Linked DNA regions of Mus musculus: regions 1, 2, 3, 4, 6 and 7 are each linked to region 5. Evidence: chromatin contacts called from public HiChIP or PLAC-seq and promoter capture Hi-C data. All regions are on one chromosome and are shown on one strand. Each heading gives the region's core, a stretch centred on a gene start, on an enhancer-like site or on the middle of the called end of the contact. The rest is flanking DNA. Distances are from core to core; before and after follow the strand shown. Region 1 has its middle 21 kb from the start of Zdhhc17. Region 2 has its middle 44 kb from the start of Gm30145. Region 3 has its middle 6.4 kb from the start of Gm30095. Region 4 overlaps Gm30145 (a long non-coding RNA gene). Region 5 holds the start of Krr1 (KRR1, small subunit (SSU) processome component, homolog (yeast)). Region 6 has its middle 12 kb from the start of Gm30145. Region 7 holds the start of Zdhhc17 (zinc finger, DHHC domain containing 17).

The links. Promoter capture Hi-C pulls out the DNA fragments that hold promoters and counts their contacts. HiChIP or PLAC-seq counts read pairs in DNA pulled down with a chosen protein or histone mark.
Region 1: a contact with region 5 is called in an H3K27ac HiChIP or PLAC-seq map of thymic regulatory T cells, with 5 times the contacts expected there. The contact joins the enhancer-like site here to the promoter of Krr1 in region 5. A contact is called at or near these places in 3 of 39 promoter capture datasets (the C10 cell line, pre-B cells and second pharyngeal arch cranial neural crest) and 1 of 115 datasets of contacts at active chromatin or transcription factors (thymic regulatory T cells).
Region 2: a contact with region 5 is called in an H3K4me3 HiChIP or PLAC-seq map of bone marrow-derived macrophages, with 6 times the contacts expected there. The contact joins the enhancer-like site here to the promoter of Krr1 in region 5. A contact is called at or near these places in 13 of 39 promoter capture datasets (the 3T3-L1 cell line, the C10 cell line, the HPC-7 cell line and 8 more), 8 of 115 datasets of contacts at active chromatin or transcription factors (bone marrow-derived macrophages, embryonic forebrain, embryonic hindbrain and 5 more) and 1 of 9 other capture datasets (liver).
Region 3: an H3K4me3 HiChIP or PLAC-seq map of bone marrow-derived macrophages shows a contact between it and region 5, with 4 times the contacts expected there. The contact joins the enhancer-like site here to the promoter of Krr1 in region 5. A contact is called at or near these places in 10 of 39 promoter capture datasets (the C10 cell line, the HPC-7 cell line, cranial neural crest and 7 more), 1 of 15 datasets of contacts at CTCF or cohesin (large pre-B cells), 22 of 484 Hi-C or Micro-C datasets (B cells, the G1E-ER4 cell line, LSK cells and 16 more), 18 of 115 datasets of contacts at active chromatin or transcription factors (the NIH/3T3 cell line, acute myeloid leukemia, bone marrow-derived macrophages and 11 more) and 3 of 9 other capture datasets (adipose tissue, embryonic stem cells and macrophages).
Region 4: an H3K4me3 HiChIP or PLAC-seq map of bone marrow-derived macrophages shows a contact between it and region 5, with 4 times the contacts expected there. The contact joins the enhancer-like site here to the promoter of Krr1 in region 5. A contact is called at or near these places in 15 of 39 promoter capture datasets (the 3T3-L1 cell line, 3T3-L1-derived adipocytes, the C10 cell line and 9 more), 1 of 15 datasets of contacts at CTCF or cohesin (large pre-B cells), 2 of 484 Hi-C or Micro-C datasets (the G1E-ER4 cell line and the HPC-7 cell line), 12 of 115 datasets of contacts at active chromatin or transcription factors (the NIH/3T3 cell line, bone marrow-derived macrophages, embryonic basal ganglia and 6 more) and 2 of 9 other capture datasets (liver and macrophages).
Region 6: a contact with region 5 is called in an H3K27ac HiChIP or PLAC-seq map of embryonic stem cells, with 4 times the contacts expected there. The contact joins the enhancer-like site here to the promoter of Krr1 in region 5. A contact is called at or near these places in 5 of 39 promoter capture datasets (the 3T3-L1 cell line, the C10 cell line, the HPC-7 cell line and 2 more), 12 of 115 datasets of contacts at active chromatin or transcription factors (the NIH/3T3 cell line, embryonic basal ganglia, embryonic forebrain and 7 more) and 2 of 9 other capture datasets (liver and macrophages).
Region 7: a promoter capture Hi-C map of pre-B cells shows a contact between it and region 5. The contact joins the promoter of Zdhhc17 here to the promoter of Krr1 in region 5. A contact is called at or near these places in 7 of 39 promoter capture datasets (the C10 cell line, the HPC-7 cell line, hippocampal neurons and 2 more), 6 of 484 Hi-C or Micro-C datasets (CD4 T cells, CD8 T cells, LSK cells and 2 more), 7 of 115 datasets of contacts at active chromatin or transcription factors (embryonic limb bud, large pre-B cells, memory CD8 T cells and 4 more) and 2 of 9 other capture datasets (adipose tissue and liver).

What each region holds. Positions count from the first base shown.
Region 1 is chr10:111,030,198-111,032,897 of GRCm38.p6, forward strand. No RefSeq gene overlaps it. Among named protein-coding and RNA genes, the nearest start is that of Zdhhc17, 21 kb to the left of the region's middle. Within about 2 kb of position 1,379, at least 109 of the 459 cell types and tissues checked have an H3K27ac peak or open chromatin away from gene starts, as enhancers often do. A contact at or near this core is called in pre-B cells and thymic regulatory T cells, where this site is marked.
Region 2 is chr10:111,420,915-111,423,614 of GRCm38.p6, forward strand. No RefSeq gene overlaps it. Among named protein-coding and RNA genes, the nearest start is that of Gm30145, 44 kb to the left of the region's middle. Within about 2 kb of position 1,262, at least 95 of the 459 cell types and tissues checked have an H3K27ac peak or open chromatin away from gene starts, as enhancers often do. A contact at or near this core is called in bone marrow-derived macrophages, liver, neural tube and 1 more, where this site is marked.
Region 3 is chr10:111,319,410-111,322,152 of GRCm38.p6, forward strand. No RefSeq gene overlaps it. Among named protein-coding and RNA genes, the nearest start is that of Gm30095, 6.4 kb to the left of the region's middle. Within about 2 kb of position 1,377, at least 14 of the 459 cell types and tissues checked have an H3K27ac peak or open chromatin away from gene starts, as enhancers often do. A contact at or near this core is called in B cells, adipose tissue and bone marrow-derived macrophages, where this site is marked.
Region 4 is chr10:111,364,005-111,366,704 of GRCm38.p6, forward strand. It overlaps Gm30145 (a long non-coding RNA gene), which reads right to left. Exons shown (of 5, transcript XR_872033.1): 5 at 2,700. Among named protein-coding and RNA genes, the nearest start is that of Gm30145, 13 kb to the right of the region's middle. Within about 2 kb of position 1,262, at least 82 of the 459 cell types and tissues checked have an H3K27ac peak or open chromatin away from gene starts, as enhancers often do. A contact at or near this core is called in 3T3-L1-derived adipocytes, the NIH/3T3 cell line, bone marrow-derived macrophages and 3 more, where this site is marked.
Region 5 is chr10:111,971,390-111,974,248 of GRCm38.p6, forward strand. Krr1 (KRR1, small subunit (SSU) processome component, homolog (yeast)) reads left to right here and starts at 1,306. Exons shown (of 10, transcript NM_178610.4): 1 at 1,306-1,485. The coding sequence starts at 1,404.
Region 6 is chr10:111,388,516-111,391,339 of GRCm38.p6, forward strand. No RefSeq gene overlaps it. Among named protein-coding and RNA genes, the nearest start is that of Gm30145, 12 kb to the left of the region's middle. Within about 2 kb of position 1,541, at least 180 of the 459 cell types and tissues checked have an H3K27ac peak or open chromatin away from gene starts, as enhancers often do. A contact at or near this core is called in the NIH/3T3 cell line, embryonic basal ganglia, embryonic stem cells and 5 more, where this site is marked.
Region 7 is chr10:111,008,626-111,011,325 of GRCm38.p6, forward strand. Zdhhc17 (zinc finger, DHHC domain containing 17) reads right to left here and starts at 1,441. Exons shown (of 17, transcript NM_172554.2): 1 at 1,313-1,441. The coding sequence starts at 1,405.

The DNA.
Region 1 (2,700 bases), core at 129-2,628, 940 kb before region 5:
TATGTATGTATGTATGTATGTATGCATGTATTGCTCTATGTATATCTATCTTAAGCACCTAGCAAAGGCTTCCTGTCACACAGAAGATGGCATATGTATGTTTGAGAGAGGAACAAACCAATGGCGGGTTTTGAGCTGTTTAGCACTGTCTTTTCCTTTAATGATAATTCAGGATATCCTGCTTAGAAGAGTTCTTTCACCCTAACACGTATATTTTCCTAAAGAAAATTGGACTTTGATCATGAATATTGGTTGAGTTCATAGATATAGGTAGACATTGGTTTTGTTTTATTTTGTTTTGATAGGAAAAATTCTACATATCCTGGAATTTACTACTGTGCTCCCGCTTGGAAAGGAGCTAAAAACCCATCAAGAAAGTCATTTCAGTGTGAGTTTCCTGAGCCAAAGAGCTCGACTCCACGTGGGATCACGTGACTAATAATTGGGAATAATTTGGTAAGAGTCAAAGGTTTCCAAACACGCCGTGACCAAATATTACTGCAAAATCAAGTGTTATGAATTTCAACACACAAGCTGTGCCCTGTTCATTCCTCTACTACACAGTGCTGATGAGTGTTGCTCAAAGCAGCTTAGCCCAGGTTCAGGATACCTGAGTTATATCAGTTGCCATACCTACCAAGTGTTCCGTGCTTATGGGCATAGAATGGTCTAGTGATGGAGACAGTAACCATCTTCCCCAGCACATGTCAACTGACCGCATTTGGATGGTATTCTGTTAGGCAAAGGCTGCCAGGTCATTAGAATGGAAACTTTCTTTCATCTCTAAGGAACAGGGAAAATTGCTTACATACCAAAGAATGGAGTTTGTTGTTTTTAGAGACAGGGTTTCTCTGTGTAGCCCTGGCTGTCCTGAAACTCACTCTGTAGACCAGGCTAGCCTCAAACTCAGGCCTGCCTCTTGCCTCTCAAGTGTTGAGATTAGAGGCGTGCACCACAGCTAGCAAAGAACTGCTTCAGAGTCAATCTCTTTATGATTTATTATCAGCAGTGTTTGATTTGTCTTCCTATTTTATATAACTATACATCCAGAGTTCCGTTAAAATCTCCCAGGTGTAGAGGGCAAAAGCGAAGGAATCCCTGGTATAAGTAAAGGCAACAGAGTTCTAATTCTCTGGAAATAAACTTAGTAATAAAATTGTATCAAATAAAAGAAAGATTACAGACGATGGCATTTTTTTTTTCAACTGCACGTTCAAAGTATTTAAAACATCACCTAACATCTGTTTGTTGCTTCATAGCAAAGTCTTAACGCTATCATGTAGTTTTCCGCTGAGAAGGAAACAAGCTGACACTCAGAAAACAGCAGGTGAGAGTTGGAAGAGAGCTCCAAGGAGCCAGCCCTAGTCACTGGTGCTTGAACATGGTTAATCCCCTCACTTCCTTTTACATAATCCAGCCAATTCTTTTTATAGCCACAGCTAGTTTGAGTCAGGCTCCTCGAAGTTCGCTACAAAACCTGTCACCACCAACACACACGAAAACCGAAACTGGTGGTTTGTCACACGCGGAGACTTCACCACGTTGGAGATGTATTCATCGTGGTTTTAAAGAAACCTTAAATAGGACCTTCTTTTGAACCTCACGCGGCGCTCCAGCCTTCCGGATCCCCCACCCCACCCCCACTCCTGGAGATTTTACCCTTGGCTGTTTCTTTCTCAGTTGTGCTCAATATCTAGACCAACCCGAGCTTCTTCGTTTGACACACGTGGCAACACATTTCGAGTCTTGTTTCTTATGTAACCTCTCACAAGCTGCTGTGTGTCTTTGGGATTCGGCCAATCCGTTCTCTATAATTCTCATATTTTTGAGTCTCAAGGCTACGATAAAACCATATTGTTATATAGTATTTTTTTTGGAGAGGTGGTAAATTTTAAAAGAATGTGAATCTGGGACTGCAGTTCCTGGATATTAAGAACAGTGAAGAGGCAAGTAGACTACAGCTTTGCATTGTGGGAAAGAGAAGACTCCCTGGGGACCAATGTTAACAGAGTATATTTTCTCCTATGAAAAATCCATTATATATGACCTTGCTGCCAACCTAATTCTAAATCCAATGGCATGCTTTAAAAACTCCTGAAGCTGGTATGAAATTAAAAAACATGTATATTATTCCTTGGACGTGATCTGCTATATATATATATATATGTATATATATATATATATATATATATATATATATATATATATGTAAAAATATAGTTCAGAGAAAAAGAAATAAAAACAGTTTATGCATAAATGATAAAATACTAGATCTCAACCAGGATTAGAGAAATGTGTATTAAAACAGTAATAGTATACTATATCTTACTAACAGATCGGCAAAGGTTAAGAATAGACCCTCTCAGATATATATTGCTGGTAAAAATTCAAGTTAGCATAAACTCTTTGGATGGCATTTTTGTAGTATTTATCTAAATTTCAAACACATCTGTTTCTTTGACCTAGAAATTCCATTTCTAGAAATACACAGATTCATCACACAAGCAAGCATGAAAGAGCTTATATTACAAAGTAATTTATTATGGCAGCTTGTCACAGCAAAAATCTAAAATCACTCTAATGGTATTTCAGCAGGGAAACCATTTAATATAGGAAATTTATGTTGTGAAAGAGCTACGTGGCAGGAGCAGAGTGAGAGGTGGGGAAAGCTGGCTATAAGATTATGTGCGAGGGGGCGAA
Region 2 (2,700 bases), core at 12-2,511, 550 kb before region 5:
GAAATATTGGTGGAGGTGTAGTCAGGTGGGGGGGGGGGGAAGGGGTGCCTCCAGGGCCCATGCTGAGGCATCCCTTCCCCCTGAGGGACCAGGCACATGATGGTACAGTATAGAATAGAGTTTATTCAGGGTATGGGGAGGGGAATTAAGGGTGTAGTAGCGTAGAGGCAGAGAAATGAGAGTGTGTGTGTGGTGTGTGTGTGAGACAGAGACAGAGACAGAGAGAGAAGAGGAGGCGGGCCATGAGCACATGGAGAGAGAGAGACAGGGAATGAGGAGAGGGGGGAAGGGGTGAGGACAGAGCAGGAGCAAGAAGGCAAGAGATCAAGCAGCCCCTTTTATAGTGAGTCAGGCACACCTGACTGTTGCCAGGAAACTGTAGGGCAGAGCTTAGGAAAAATACTAACCCTACAGTTCCTTCCAATTCTTTTCTTTTAATGTTTAGTGTCTACCTGCATGCATCCTGCAGGCGTGTCTGTGCACCACATTCATAAGGTATGCCTGGAGGCCAGAAAGGCCCATCAGAGGTTCAGAGCCTGAGGTTCCAGGTGATGGTGAGCTCCGTGTGTATGCTGAACCCGGGTCTACTGGAAGGGCTCTTAACCAATGGTTCTCAACCTTTCCAATACTGAGACTGCTTAACACAGTTCCTCATGTTGTGGTGACCCCGCCCCCCACTATAAAAATCATTTTCGTTGCTCCTTCATAACTATAATTTTGCCACTGTTATGAATTATATTGTAAATATCTGTGTTTGCCAATGGTCTTAGGTGACCCCTGGGACAAGGTCATTCAACACCCCTCCCCCAAAAGGAGTGAGACCCAAAGGTTGAGAACACTGATAACTGATAACACCGGCCACTACTCTAGCCGCCACTGCGCCAATGTGCCAATGCTGTGTTCTCTCTCTCTCTCTCTCTCTCTCTCTCTCTCTCTCTCTCTCTCTCTCTCTTCTCTCTCTCCCCCTCCTCTAAAATAAGAAAACTGAAGCACACATTGAGTTCACACAGCAACAGTTCACACAGCAACTTGTTACTTACTACCATTGAAGCTTCTCTCTGGCTTAGGTGCTAAGCAAGGGAGGCTTATTTATTGAATTTCAGAAAGGTGGTTGGTTCTTTAATGTCCACTCACAAGCCTGTACCCAAAGCGATGGCAGCTGACAGCTGGTTTCATTTCATTGTCTTAGAGGAGAGGGCACTTTGCGATCATGATCACGCTGTCTGTCTGAGGAAGTGGGGTTTGTGCGTGAGGTGAGGACCAGTGGTCTCCAGAACAACTTCATTGTAAACAAAAGGAACCGTAGCGCTGCATTCAGGCTTCCTTTTGTTTGTATGAAAGGGGCTGCTTGCCCTCTCTCTCTTTTGCTCTTGCTCTTCTCTTGATCTCTTCCCCTCCTCCCTCTCTCCATGTGCTCAAGGCCAGGGCTCCCCACCCCCACCTTTCTCTGTCTCTGCTGCTTCCTCAACTCCCCTCCCCATGCCCTAAATAAACAGGAAGGGATGCTTCAGCATGGGTCCCCTGCACAGGCACTCCCCCCCCCCTGCCCCCCCCCCCCCCCACTATACCTTGCCTCCACCAAACATATCCCTGGCTTCTTTTTCTTTTTTTTATAAAACACAACAATTGTACAATGAAAAGTAAGTTAAGAAGACAGCAAAGACCAAAGTGCAGCCCAACTTTTGGCTCACTAATACTCTGTGCCCGGTGCACGTGTGGAGAGGACCAACAACTTTTATTAAAAAGGAGCCTGGGGTTCCTTGAGTGAGGGAGTACAGAAAATACTGCTTCACAGTGAGTCTGCAGCGATGGAGGAGGAAGACGAGTCTTTAAGAAAGGGAAAGTGCCTGCTTCTGCATCCAGGGTGGAAACCAGAGTCAGCTGTGGGCGGTTCAGGAAGTGCACGGAGGCATAAAGTGCGTGGATTTCAGACGCGCGCTCCTATTTTTAATGTTGGCTAAGCCACTCCCATGCTTTCGTCTAATCTAAGAGTATCCAAACGGGCTGGCATTCCAAATCGCCAACCTCCCAAGGGTTGCCTTTGCCAGAAGCCTGCCTGGTAGTACTGTATAAACTATAGTAGTTGTGTTGAGCAAGCAGTATAATGGGTTTCCTGAGATTAAAATATTTCACTTGTTTAAAAAGGCTTCCTAAGTAAGAAAAGCTTATAGAATAAGCTACTATTTCTAATCTTGGTAACACAAAACTATGGTTTTGAGGAAAATCTGGCTCCCCTTCCCTTCCTATTTCAGTGTTAACTATCCTACTAATGTACTGTAGAATGTGTGCCATTGTCTTCTACAGTTTGATTTCCAGAGTTCCAAAGGCACCTCCAAAGTCCCAGAGACCTTGGTCTTAGACTCTCCAATCAGTAGACACCAGGAAGCCACACTTCAAGGAGACAAGATGTTATTTATCATTTCTATTAGAGATGAGTAAAGTAGAATTCAACAGCTTAACCGGACATGGTGGTTCATACTTGTAATCCCAGTCCTAGAGAAGGCTGAGGCAGGAGGATCATCAGATCAAGGTCAATACAGACGATATATTGAGACACTGTCTCAAAGTGTGTGTGTGTGTGTATCTGTGTGTCCGTGTCTGTCTGTCTTACTTGAGAATGGAACGATAGCAAAAGATACAAGCCTTTTCTGGATGCTAAACAGAAATAATAAAAATTGTAGTTTGAGTATATCTGCATTA
Region 3 (2,743 bases), core at 127-2,626, 650 kb before region 5:
TCTCTCTTGGGTGTGGAACATCTTCTCTCATGGAAAAAGACCAAGAACTGGCCCAATTTTTCTCATGAGGAATGTTTGTGGACTATCTGGAGGACATGTTCCTGTCCCCTTGCAGACCCCATTCACTGTGTTCTATGACATATGTCATGCACAGGTAGAGTAATTCCACTTTCTACTTATTGAGACCATGGCTTTGCTCAGTCAACCAAAAAACTTAAATTTTCACTTTCAGGAAATCTTTGCAATTTATCTCTCAAGTCTATCTCCAGATCAGTCATTCTCTGGCCAGAATTAATTCTCCTGATTCACAAGCAATGCATGCTGAGAACTCCAACTGTGGAGACCTCTGAGCTCTGTGTGTAGGGATTCTTCACACACACACACACACACACACACCAGGTTAATCTTGATTGGATCGAGAATGCCTAGAAAGTTATCAAAGCACATTCTGAATGTTTCTGTAAGGAAGTTTCTAGAAGGAATTGGGTCATGAGGACTCTGACATGATGAATGGTTTGACTCATTGATGGATTTAATTAAAAAAAAAAAAAAAACTTAAGAGGTATAAAACTGTGAAAAGTGGGGCCTGACTGGAGGAAGCCACAAGATCCACATCCTTGGAGAATATTTTGTCATGGTGTTGGTGGTATAGCAAAACGTCACCCAGAAATGCCACCAGCAACCTGCCCTTGACTGCACTACAGAAGAGAATTTCAGAACAAGCTAGTATGAAGTAGAGCTGGGTTTCTTAAAAGGAAGTTTTTAGCATAGATTTAAGTGCAGGGTCAGTAACAAGAGATGCTCTCAAAGAAAAAGTGGGCTTCTCGAAGGACAACTGTCTGTAAGTAGCTCACTGATCGGCCTAGGTATGGTCTTGGCTGTCCAGTTATATCTCAGTGGGTTGCTAGAAACCGTTTCCCCCTTGTTTCCTCTTGAGAGTAGAAAGTGGCTAGTAAGGATCCTCAGGACGATAAACTGAGAAGATGACACTCTTGGGTCACATGTTATACAAGGCAGGTAAGACACGACCTTTACTGTAAACAGGGGTTCTGGTGAGATTTCTAGGAAAACTGTAGGTTTACAGGTGAGAAAGTAGAAAGACCACCATACTTAGGCATTAAACATGATTCACTGTTGTGTTAATGTTCTTATTCCAACATCTGGGTATAAAAAGAATATTATCTCTATATATGCAACCATTATAGCAAATATCTACATGCTAGAATAAATAACATGATGTCCCCCTAACCTTCTCTCTCTGTCTATCCTGCCTTACTGGCTGTTTTCTGTCCCTGCACCAGTACTTCCTGTCCCTGCACCAGTACTTCCTGGTACTGCACCACTGCCCTTCCTGCTTTTGTACCACAGCTTCCTGTTCCTGCACCAGCACTTCCTGTTACTGCACCACTGTACTTCCTGTCTGCCTAATGGTGACTCTGTGGTACCCTCTTCACCATGAAGGACTGAAATGTTTGAATCTAGAGCAAAATAAGTCTTTCCTGTCTTTAGTTATGTCAGGCATTATGTCACAGGCACAGCAAAGCTAACACAATGTGCACACAAATTTTATTTCTCTTCCATTTTAACAGTTTTCACATATTGTGACGGTCGCTTTTGTAGTTTGAAGTACACACAGAAAAACAATCACAGATTTTTTTTCTTTTCCACAATTTCAAACACAGATTTGTTTTTACTGTGAAGTTTAGAACTATCCCATGAAAGATCTTTTTTCTTTATTAATACCTTTTCTTTATTTTGCTTAAAGGAAGCCTCCAGCCCCTTGTGTCTAAATTGCCAGTGTCAATATGATTGCACTTTGAGGCTATTGCTATATAAAATCAGGGTTTCTTGAACACAGGCATCGTGAGATTGACAAGCAAGATGGCTACCAAAGTCTGGGTGGTGGGGGCAAGGGAGGACAACATAGCTTATGTCACTTGGATGTGAAGACAAAGAAATGATTCATGTCTGGATGGACAGAGCAGGGCAGTGTGAGATTTCACTTTCACTACTCAGAATATATACAATTTTAAACTCACACATTTGTATTTCTAAACTTTCCATTTAATATTTTTGGATTATGGTTGACCATGGGAAACTGAAACTGGAAAGAGAAACTCCAGATACATGGGACTTTTTACTCTCTAAACTCGGGTATTTTCACCACAAAACTCAAGAACTCCTTTTGCTCCCCACTGGAGAAGTTCTATGATATTCTCTATTACATGTGGTCCCTTTGCCTCAATAATTCCTTTCCTGCTGGACTTTTCCAAGTGTCACTCCTTGCTGGTCAGTCACCAGAGGGACACAGACATGTTCAAGGAAGACACAGCAAACCTTGGAGCATCCCGAGGTCAGGATCCAGGAGGCTAGGTGTGTGTTCTCATCATGTTTTCAAAAGAGACAAGGGCGTGCATCTCAAAGTCCTTAATCGTATACCTGTGTGTGTGTGCACGCGTGTGCGCTTGTGTATGTGTGTATGTGTGTGTGTGTGTGTGTGTGTGTGTGTGTGTGTGTGTGTGTACTAATGGCAGCTATTCTAGCAGTTCTGTCCCTTTCCTTTCCTTTCCTTTCCTGTGTGAATCTGTCCCTTTCCTTTCCTGTGTGAATCTGGCAGTTTCTCTGTCATGCCATGGTATCTGACTTGAGTAGGTGCAGTTCTTTCTCTCTCTGCTCTCACACAACCTCAGTGGTTCTCAGTTTTCTTGCCCTACAGTCTCCCTTCCATACCTAACACTTGACT
Region 4 (2,700 bases), core at 12-2,511, 610 kb before region 5:
GCCCTCCTGCTCTGTCACTGTACAGTCAATTGGTCGCTCTCCCTTCCTATTTCTTTTAAGTCACAGCAGCCACAAGATAGCAAATTCTGAGAGGATAAGCAAGAAGGCTTCACTCAATAGAGTGCCCCCACTAAAACTAAACTTCCAGATAACAATTCTTATTCTGTCTTGTCCTGGCTGGTGAAAATGGACCTATGGAATTTCTGGGATTCTGTTTGCTATGAGCTTTAAGGGGTGACAGCAGACTGACTAATACACCCCCAGGAGGAACACCCGGAGTTTTCCTCCGCTTGGGCAGAGTGTTTGTACAGCTTCAAACGCTCCGAACATTGGAACTTGACATTTTGAAACAGGATCAGTCAGGTCTGCTTGTGCCAGTATTTGAACTGGTAAAGAATAGAGCATCTCTGGACTCAGCAGTCCCTGCTCCAATCCCAGGACTAATTGACAAAGCTGTGTGGAAACAAGGCAGCCAGGAGGATTTAGCTAATCTCTTCTGCCCTTTGTGCTAGTTCCGAGCAGACAAGAGCCTGCTGGGTTGCAGCCTCGAGGATAAGATCTGTGCATCCGGGGGCTTGGGGGCAGGGGTGGGGGTGGGGGATAAGAACATTACTCAGAGGTAGAGTGCTTGCATGAGACCCAGGGTTCAATCTTCAGCCCCATAGAAAGAAAAGCAGAGAAAAAAATCAGTGCACACAAGCATAAGGAAGGGAAACACATTCTAGTATTCTGGACTTCAGCATATTCCTGCAGCCCAGTGGTAAACAGTGTATGATTTTTAATGCAGGTATAAAGATGCAAAGAACTGCACGTTTTCATTGCTAGACCAGTATATCCTCAATGCGTAACATTTTATCTAGCTTTGTATTTCTCGATCTCATTCGTGACTTGTATTTTGGGTTTCCTAACACACTGTTCCCAGTGACAGGAGATGTTAGCCGTGGGCACTCCATGTGCAGCCCCTCTAGTGGGGTTAAACAGTTCCTGGAAGTAAAGCAATTGTGAGTTGTAGATTCTCACCCCATCTATCAATCCTCAGTCAAGGCTGGCCCTGCGATCATCTGACTTCCTTTAATCCACCAGTCAGGTCATTTCCATAGCTACCCCTAGCCATAGCCTACTGTAGGCCAGAATATAAAGAAGTATTCAGCTCCTACTCTCCTGCTCCCTTCCCCCTATGACTGGCAAGAGTCTGGTGTGCTAGAATTCTTTCTGAAGTGACTGGATTTTTTAATCAGTAGCCAGCACTCCCCTTTGACCCTGTTCATTACAAAACTTCCTGGATGCTTTCCATGCCTTAGAGAGGAAGCAAGGCTGACCACACAGCCACAGAGAGATGCATTTCTCCTGTCTTTGGAGAAGACGCTGCCATTTCTACTGTGTACGTCAGACGTTTGCTTCGACTGAGGCTAATTCTCATTCTCTTTTGTCCTCGATGGTACAAATGGACCTATATCTCCTGGAATTTCTGAGATTCTGTTTGCTATAAGCTTTAAGGAGTGACAGCAGAAGACTAATATATCCCCAGGAGGAACACCCAGAGTCTTCCTGTAAGAGAACTCTGAGCTCGGGTCTTACACTAGAACTGCCTGCCCCCTTCACAGGTCTTTCCGAAACGTCTTAGGGTTACTATTGTTGTATGAATCACTGTGATCAAAAGCAACTTGGGGAGAAAAAGTTTATCCTCAAAGAAGTCAGGACAGAAACTCAACAGGGTTAGAAACCCAGAGGCAGGAGCTGATGCAGAAGCCATGGAGGGGTGCTGTTTACTGGCTTGCTCCCCATGGCTTACTCAGACTGCTTTCTTATAGAACCCAGAACCACCAGCCCAGGGGTGGTACCACCCACAAAGGGCTGGGCCCTCCCCCATCAACAACAAATGAAGAAGGTGCCCTACAGACTTGCTCACAGCCTGGGTCTTATGGAGGCATTTTCTCAATTGATGCTCCTTCCTCTTTGATGACTGTAGCTTATGTCGAGTTGATATTAAACCAGTCAGGACACCAAATAGAGCCTGTGCTCTTATGATGCTCATTCTCTTGTCTCTCTTTCCTTCTCTCATCTCATTGACCTTACAGGAAGAGCAGGCAGTGTGCTTTGAGAGACAACTAGTAAAAATGCAGTTAGTGCTTTGCAGGGGTTAAAGATCCTTTCTTCAAATACGATCCCATTCTGAGCTGTGGGCGATGACGATTTAAAAACACATGAGTTTCGAGGGGACAAAACTTAGCTCTTAACAACTCGACCGCACCTTCTTTGTCCATACAACTAGTATCACCCGAGCTTGTAAGTCTTTTGGTGGAAGAGTTAAGAAGAGTGAAGTTAGAGACCCTGCACAGATGGGTCTTGAGGATGGAGCCCCTGTGGTGACATTAGTGGCAGTATAAAAAGACGAACAGATGCTAGAGCTAGCAAGCTTGGTGTTTTATCCTGTGATGTTGTTGTGTGACTTTTCCTAGGGAGTCATGAACAAATGTCCTTTCACCCCCAAATGGGTCATTGACAACACACCAAAGAAACAATCCCACACATCTAGCTTAGTGAACTGCACTGGCTGCTTTTGTGCCAACTTGACACAAGCTAGAGTCACCAGAGAGGAAAGAGCCTCAGTTGAGGCAATGCCTCCATGAGATCCAGCTGTAAGGCATTTTCTCATTTAGTGATCAGTGGGGAAGGGCCCAGAACGTTGTGGGTTGTACC
Region 5 (2,859 bases), core at 56-2,555:
ATAATACTAACTACATTTGATTCTCAAAGAGACTGGAATGGGTGCACCATTATGAGGCATCAGTTTGCATACAGAGAATTTCCCTTAAAATTTGTTCAAAACATAGTCGAATCCAGTGGTTACCAACCTTCCTAATGCTGCAACTCTTCAGTATAGTTCTGCATGTTTCTGTGATCCCTGAACCACAAAATCATTTCGTTATTACGTCCAACTTTGCTACTGTTATGAATTATAATGTCTATATACATGTGCGTTCTGATGGTCTTAGACGACCCCTGTGAAAGGTAGTTTGACCCTCTAAGGAGTCACAATCCACAGGTTGAAAACCACCGATCTAAGCACCTGAAGTATTGTTCTCAGTTTTACTAGGCATATGCGGGTACTCCTCTTTCCTTTATCTGGCTTATTGACCCATGTGCTTATTAAATATTTCCTGGAGGTTGGGGAGAGCATGGTCCAGAAGGAGAGGTCCTAGTGTGTTTTCAGACCCTGGTTACATCTCTTCACATCTTAGCATCTAATTTAGTGAATATATTTTTGTGCTAATATTTTTTTGCTGTTTTTACTGACTATATTCTAAGCCTTTTAAAGCTATGATGTAAGAATAATAAACAATAAAGTTTTGGTAATAGCTCCCTCCAGCCCCCACCAAAAAACCCCAAACATTTGAATGCTGAAGACCGGTGTGGTGGTACACACCTTTAATCCCAGATTCTGGAGTCATAAGCAGGAAGATCACTATGACGTTGAGGCCAGCCAGGTCTACATAGCATGTTCCAGGCTAGTGAAGGATACACAGTGGCCTCGATTCATAAACCCAAAATAAACAAAACAAGCAAGCAAACAAATAAATAAAAATAGAACAGAAAAGTCTTTTAAAACCAATCTGGAAGTTGAGAGATTTAAAATGCAAAACTCATGGTAGGTTTTCAAATGGGCTAAAGAGTGGTAGCAAAGTTTGGGTAGATTTTTGATACAATTCGCCATTTTCATTAGATTTCTAATCCCCCTCAAATAAGAATTTTAATAATTTCCCCTCCCTTCTCTCCCTCACCCTCACCCACCTCTCTTCTCTCTCCTCTCCTTCGCTCCCTTTCTCTCCCTTTCCTTCCCTTCCCCTCTCAAAAAAGAAGTTCCCACAGGGCTATACAAGTAGCTACAATTTAGAGCTTGATACAAGAAAACTACCATTCCCAGCGTGCAACACCGAGGTTGCAATGCATCCTGGGAAGGAAGTGTCACGCTCCCCCCCGTCCCCGCCCCATCGGCTTCCTGTTCGTCAGAGCAGAGACCACGCAGGTCTCATAGGGATTATCCGGAACTCGTTTTGCCTTTTACACATTGTAGCCGGCGGGATCTTAAAGAACAGTTCCACTTCCGGGGCCGCCGGAAGCAGTTTTGCGATGGCAACTTCTGCGGAGGCGCCTGCCAAAGAAGCTCAAAAACGTGACTCTCAGCCGCAGAAACAGAAGCGTGAGACCCAAGGTGAGGCAGTGCGAGACCCGAAGCCCGGAGCTGGCGGATCTCGAAGCATCTTTGTCTCTTTCTTTGGCCGCGCACTTGGGTTGAGCCTCTTTTAGGCTGTGCAGTGCCTGCGGTAGCCGGGGTAGCCGAGGGTTGCGGGTGTTGATGGCTGCGCCGGCCACGTGCAGCTAACGCAGTGTTTTTGCCAGCGACCGTCCCTGGCAAGTGTACCCGATGCGCCTTCTGTCCCCGGTAAAAGTGTGAGGACTCAGAGATTGTGGAAGGCGCGGCAGTTCTGCCTTGAGCTTTGGGGAGGGGAGGTTGAGAGGATGCGGATCAGGATCAGGTGGGAGAATCTTCGTGTCCTGCGAGCGCCGATGGTGATGAGGGAGGCGGACGGGGAAAGGTGGGGACGGAGCTCAATGGGAAGTTTTGTCAGAACTTTTATCTGATTATTAAGTTGCTAAATGACACAGCTCTCAGTCTTTAGCTCTAACCCCTAGTTTGATTTTTGGCTGCTCTAGTTTGATTGCTTCTTTCCGTTTTGATGAGAGTTTGGTTTTTACCTACCTTCAATTTAAAAAGAAAAATTTTTTTCTTTTAAAAACTAAGTACGTAAAATACGGCAGGGACTATAGACACCGGTAAAAGCTTCAAACCAACGCTTGAGGAATTGACAGGATGAGTAGACCATCTTCCTCAAGTTATCCATGTGCCAATCACAGATGCTATATAGCTTCCTTTCTGGTACCCGGAGTAATTCGTTCGAGCTTTCTGTCACCTATCTACAGCTATTATGATTTTTAACAAAACGCTTCGATTTTTGTCTCCTTTTGAATCATAGGAGAATGAATGGAGCTGTGTACTCTATGTATGTTGTCTGTGTCTTTAGCTTCTGATTCTTTACGATGCTGTGTAATATTTAAATTCCGTCGTTGGCGGACATTTGAGCTCTGCCTTCAGCTTGCTCTTGTAAGCACCTTTGTGCATGTCTTCTGGTAATGCCTCAGGGTCTCTGTAGGAATTTAGGATTGGAAACTCAATTGCAGGGTATCTTCAAGTTATGCTAATGCTACCGGAAGGAGCTGTGCCAGGTTTTTTTCTGTTTTAGGAAAGGTTTGTTTACGTTCAAAGCGTGAGGGTATAGTCAACCATGGAGGGGAAACTGGGCCAGCACAACTCTAATAGTTGAGATTGCTCATCGATCTAAATTTACAGTGATTTTTTTTGTTGTTGTTGTGTTTTGATTTTGAGGTCCTGGATGTACTTATATAGCTAGACTTTCACCCTAACCTAATAAGCAAGTGATATTCTTGGTCCTAAGTGGCCTTAGTTCCCTTCCCTTTCCTCTACTAGGGTTCACACATTCTGTCTTAGGAAGGTTTAACCCTGGGC
Region 6 (2,824 bases), core at 291-2,790, 580 kb before region 5:
GCGCTTTCCAGTGTGGACGCTATCTCCCGAATCTGGGACAAACATTAAGGTCCTAGGATCTCTAGTAAGCATCGCATATTTTCAAAGGGTCCATATCCACAGTGCGCCCAGTTTCTTGAACCCGACAATGTACCTCCAATTTCTAGGCTTGCCTTAACCTAAGGTCAAAAGGGAGCCATGGGGCTGGAGAGGTGGCCCAGCTGCCACCCGGCCCTGAGTCACATGCCCTAACACAGCCACAGAAACCCAGCACAGCTGTCACATGGCCATCTGCCTTTTAGGACTTGCCTCTCTTATTGACCAGTCATCCATTGTTCTGAGGTGAGCAAACTGACCAGCTTTGCCCTTTTCAGAGGCCCTCTGATGACGGAATGTATTGCCTCTTGGCTTTGTACATAGGTAGGCACAGGACAGAGGCGAACATGTAAATAAGGAGAAAAAAAAATCGGGGACAGGGGATGAAGAAGGTGGAACTTAGAAGAATTACAAGCATGAATTATGCTTGCCCTAGCCTCTCCATGCAGTGAAGAGGCACCTGGTGGAAAGGGATAGTGGGGCACTGCGAGAGGGATGCTGGAAGTGTGTGAAAGACTGGCTGAGACGTCACTTCCGGTTTGTTATATGCCAACATGTTGATGACTAACTAAACTTTGCTCAGAGAAGTTGAAGCATGAAGCAAGCTACTCGGCCTGTCAATAAAGAAATCAACATGTTCTTTATCTTCAAAGTTCTGACATCACATGGCATTATCTTCAGAAAGACAGTCAACTAGAATAGAACGAACTGTCAGATCACAAATAGTGGGTTCAGGGAAGATTAGGTGGACCAAGTAGGCGGATAGGTGTCTGATAGGAAGCAAGGCTAGAGAACAAAAAATATCCAAGAGAAAAGACTGCTTTAAGGGGTGTGTGTGAAAATGCACAATGACACAAGAAGGAAGGAAATCTGTTTTTCACCCTAATCCTACTTGTAAATTTAACTAGTATAGTAGGCAAACAAGACAAAGTCCCCAAAGAGCCTTAAGGTGGTGACCATTGGTGGTAGTATAGACGCTTGTGTGGTCTATGTGTATAAATGTGGGACATTTGTGAGGTATGTGTGTATGATGTGCGTGCATGGTGTGTGTATGTATATAGTGTATCTGTGTGGTGTGTGATTTGTTTGTGTGTGTATATGCTTAAAAAAATTAATTCTCGCACCCAGGCATGAACGTGGGAAATAAACTGGAATTTCTCAAAGATGGGGCATGGCGGTTTTGAGGTACCTCAAGTGATTTCAAGCACATCATGGAGGGATGAGGGAGGCTGAGAGTTTCCTGGTCCCTAGTCAGAAACTCGGGTTAGCCGCCCCCTCTCTTAGATTCATTCCTTCCCCTGCCTGAGATGAACACAGCAGATTGTACTGTTGGTGTCTGGGCTTTGTGCATTTTTGACCGATAGTGCCTCATAGGTGCTTGGGGGACAGGGTTGTGTTTCAGAGAAGGGTAGCCACCACTTTCAAGACCACATGTTCCCACAGCACACGCGGAGATGACGCAACTCACTTAATTGCATTACAAGGCTCTGAGTCACCTGGCACCCTGCCAGCTGACAAATTCCAGGCTGGGCTGTTTCAGATCCTCTCTCAGTAGACATTTTTATCCTGGGAGCTGGGACTGGGGATGCAGCACACAGAATTAGCTCAGGGCTTCTCTTAGGGAAGGTGCTGCTCCATGCTCCGTGCTTACATAACCGTACAGCTGTGCCAGCCGGCCCACAGAACGCGATCCCAACATTATTTTTCTTTCTTTCCATCACGTTAGACTCTATTCAGTGGAGACGAACTTCCCTTGTCTTTTTTTTTTTTTTTAAGCTCTTGATGTCAATTGCTTTTTGCTGTGAGGCAGCCTTATTTTTAGAAATGTAACATATTCAGTCTCACATAATAATGAAAACTCCAAACTTAAAGACTGGGTCCTTGTTCCTGCATTCTCTTGATCTGGAATGGATAGTTATTCTAGAGAAGACAACAGTTTCTTCTGCCCTTATGGGTTCTATGGTTGGCCTAAGAATTAAATGTGCAGAAGACAGATTAACAGGAGAAAAGCAATTTTAATAAAGTTCACGGTACTGGAGTTGTTAGGGTCAGAACCTAGGCGCTAACAGGTTACCATGGACGCCCATTCTCACCCACTCTCACTAAGCCAATTAAACAGATAAATAATGGTAGGAAAAGAGAAAAAAGATAGTCATTCAATGTGGTCACATTGAAATGAGAAATTATGAAGTCATGTGACCCCACACCCAGTCCATCCTGATGTGAGATTTAGGTTTAAACAGGGGACAAGAGGGGACAAGTTGTCTGAACTCTGAAATTTCTTCCTGGGAGTCAACTCCTCTCTTCTGGCTGACCTCAAGAGCTCCAGACTTTTCTTTGACCCAGCTTGAGACTTCTGGGAAAGTAGCGACTTCTTTGGGTTATCATCTTGATAGTCTGATAGCTGAAGGGAAGGGCATAAGGATATTCTTAAAATATTTCACTCCCACCAAGAGTATACACATGTACACAAGTCCCACAGATGTGTGGGATACAAGGGTGGAGCCAGAGCGGTAAGACATATGCATCATCCCTAGGTAGAGAAAGGACCAGAGGTTTGGGCTTCTAAGGAACTTGGCAGAGATGAATTGTGAGAAGGAGAGAGATAAAAAGTGTCATAAATAAAGTTTGCTTTTATGTATACGGTTGTACGCGTTCAAGTCTTTCGGCTGTCAAAAGTTTCCCAGGAATAGCTCGCTATATTCCTGGGCTAGATACCTTTTGTAATGAAAGTTTCATTATGAATGTA
Region 7 (2,700 bases), core at 191-2,690, 960 kb before region 5:
TTTCAGAAAGTTTCTTCTTACTGCATAGCTGTGTCAGAAACCCAAAACAGTCTTTTCTAATGAGACTTGTCTCAGCATATATTTCTAAGAAACTGTCTCAGTTTGTGTGTGTGTGTGTATGTGTGTGTGTGTGTGTGTGTGTGTGTGTGTGTGTGTGTATGATCAAGTTAAGAGATAATAGGGTATTAATACGAAAGTGGTCCTTTGTATTTACAATTAAAAAAAAAAAAACAAGACACAAAAGCCAGGAAGAAATAAAATCAATCGAATGCAAAGTAACCACGTTTATTCGAACACCACGGATCTGGACACCATTCTCAACCTCAAAACACGACCTGAGTTCTGCAGGAAGCTGCGCTACACTTTCCTGCCCTCCCCGCATCTCACCGTGCACCGATGATAATAATAATAATAATAATAATAATAATAATAATAATCAACAAACCTGGATACACAAAGAATTGCTTCCAGGCCTTTACTAAACACAAACTCAGCTACAAACTGGGAGGTAAACAACGGGCAGAACCTGACGGCTCCGGCAGAGAAAACTGTTCCCGTCCAGGAGATACAAAAGAAAAAACGGTGGGAAACGTGTTGCGCTGTCTACCCTCCCTGACAGTCCCCAAACAGCGCTACTTTGTGACAAGCTAATGGGTGCGTGCGTTTATTCGCCAAAGTTCAGACCCTCTCTCTTTTTGTTTTTTTGTTGTTTTCTTTTCTTTTCTTTTTAATAGCCTAAGGGCAAACACACCCCGAAATTCGCTGTCCCCAGCGGCGAGCTGGTTGCTATGGCATAATCTGGAAGGACATCACTTTGCCCAGGAAAACTACGATCCCCGGGGAACGAGTGAACTGATGGGAAGGGTCGTGTCATCCGCCACCGAGAAAGAGGGGACGAGGAGAGAGTTAAAACCAAACAGCAGATCGGCTGCCTCCCCTGCCTGGGGAGGCTTGGAGCGAGACCAGGGGCTCCGGCCGAGGTTCCAAAGTGTCAGCAGGCCCCCGTCGCCCCTGCACCCGCAGGCAGCGCGGCGACACCACAGGACCATCGCCATCCCCACCTCTGTCCTCCAGGCACCGCCAGGGACGGCGTCCCAGAGCCCGCCCCGGCCGGGCCCGCCCCGCTATCTCCTCCCCCGTTATCCGCTCGCTCGCCGCCGCGCTCGGGCCTGGACTCGCTTTCTTCAGCCTCCCCCGGGGTCCCGCCACAGGTCACCGCGCCGGACGCCTCGGCCGCCGCCCCGGGCGAGGCTGAGGGAGCGAGGCCGCGGGACCGCAGGGTCCCGGGAAGGCGCTCGGCGCCGTCCCTCACCTCCGGGTGGAGAAGGGGCACGCAGCCCGTTTCGGTCTCGTACTCATCCGGGCCGTCCGCCATCTTGGTGTTAAATCCCTCCTCCCGCTGCATGCTGGGAGAAAGCGTTTCAGCCTCGCGGGGCTCGGCAAGGCGGAGGGCGAGCGCGAGGGCGAGCGCGAGCCCGGATGAGGGCGACGCGGCGCCACCGCCACCGCCGCCACCTCCTCTTCCCTCCGAGCCCCCGGGACGCCCCCTCAGCCCCTCCCGCCGCGGAGGGCGCGGGTCCCGATGCGCGTGCGCCGGCCCGGCCCGACCCGGCCCGGGGCTGGAGTGTGCTCTCTGCTGCACTGCGCCGGGGCAGCGGACCGCGTTGGGCGTGGGCGCCGCGGCCCGGGGGCGGGTCCCGGTCGGAGGCCGATGCTGCTGCTGCTGCTGCTGCTGCTCCTCGGCTCCGGCCACCCGGGAAAGGCCGCGCGCGACACAAGACGGAGATCCAGAGCCGCGCAGGGCAGGGTCCCGAGCCTTCCAAGGGCTGGAAGGGCTTAGGGTGTGACCCTGGGAGAGCAAGGATGCGTTCTCCTCGCCTCCGCACCTGTGCCTCGGGGACACCGGGAGAAGCAAGGACAAAAAAAAAAAAAAAAAAAATTGGCTTCCTTGAAAAAGCTTTTGTTGTGTGATGCCCTCTTTGCGATTGAGCTAGGGCATTTTTTTTTAAAATCCTTGCTTTTGACAAGGTCAAAGCCCCACACTTTCCCATCTGCTGCATTTTAATAGGGACCCGGGGATTCAAAAGTGAAACCTTTTTAAAATGAAAGCTCTAGAGTGTGACCCAGATAAAAATGATTAAAGCCGGCTTTAAGAGGATATTGGGGTTGGGAGGGGGCTGATGGAACAATTGCAGAAAGGATTTGTTTCTGGTTTGGGCTACTAGGGATTGTAAATCTCTACAGCGCCAGGGAACATTTAGCAAAGAGCGATCTGATTAGAGATTCTGATACTAACCAGTCCCCTGTCAAAGCCAAATCAGCCAAAGATCACCAGAGGGGAAAAAACCTGCAGTCGGACAAAGCCAGATTTACTGGTAGATCGGGAGGAAGGCACGTCAGAGGAAAAAAGGATGGGGCATGGAAGAGGAAACCCCTTTGTAAGGTTTATATTCCCGCCAAAAGAATCTGAGGAGGGTCTGGGGAGAGCTGAGATCGGTTCTGGATTGGACATAATCGATTCTGAGGAGGTGAGGAAAAACCAGGAGTAACAAGGCATTGGACGAGATCACGAGGCTAGGTCCGTTCAATACTGTGCTCTCCCAGTAACAAATGAAAACGGCAAAGTAGACCTAGTATTCGTCGGTAAACGGGCAGTAATCACTCAGAAAAAGGATGAATATGCTATTTTATAGCTGCTTC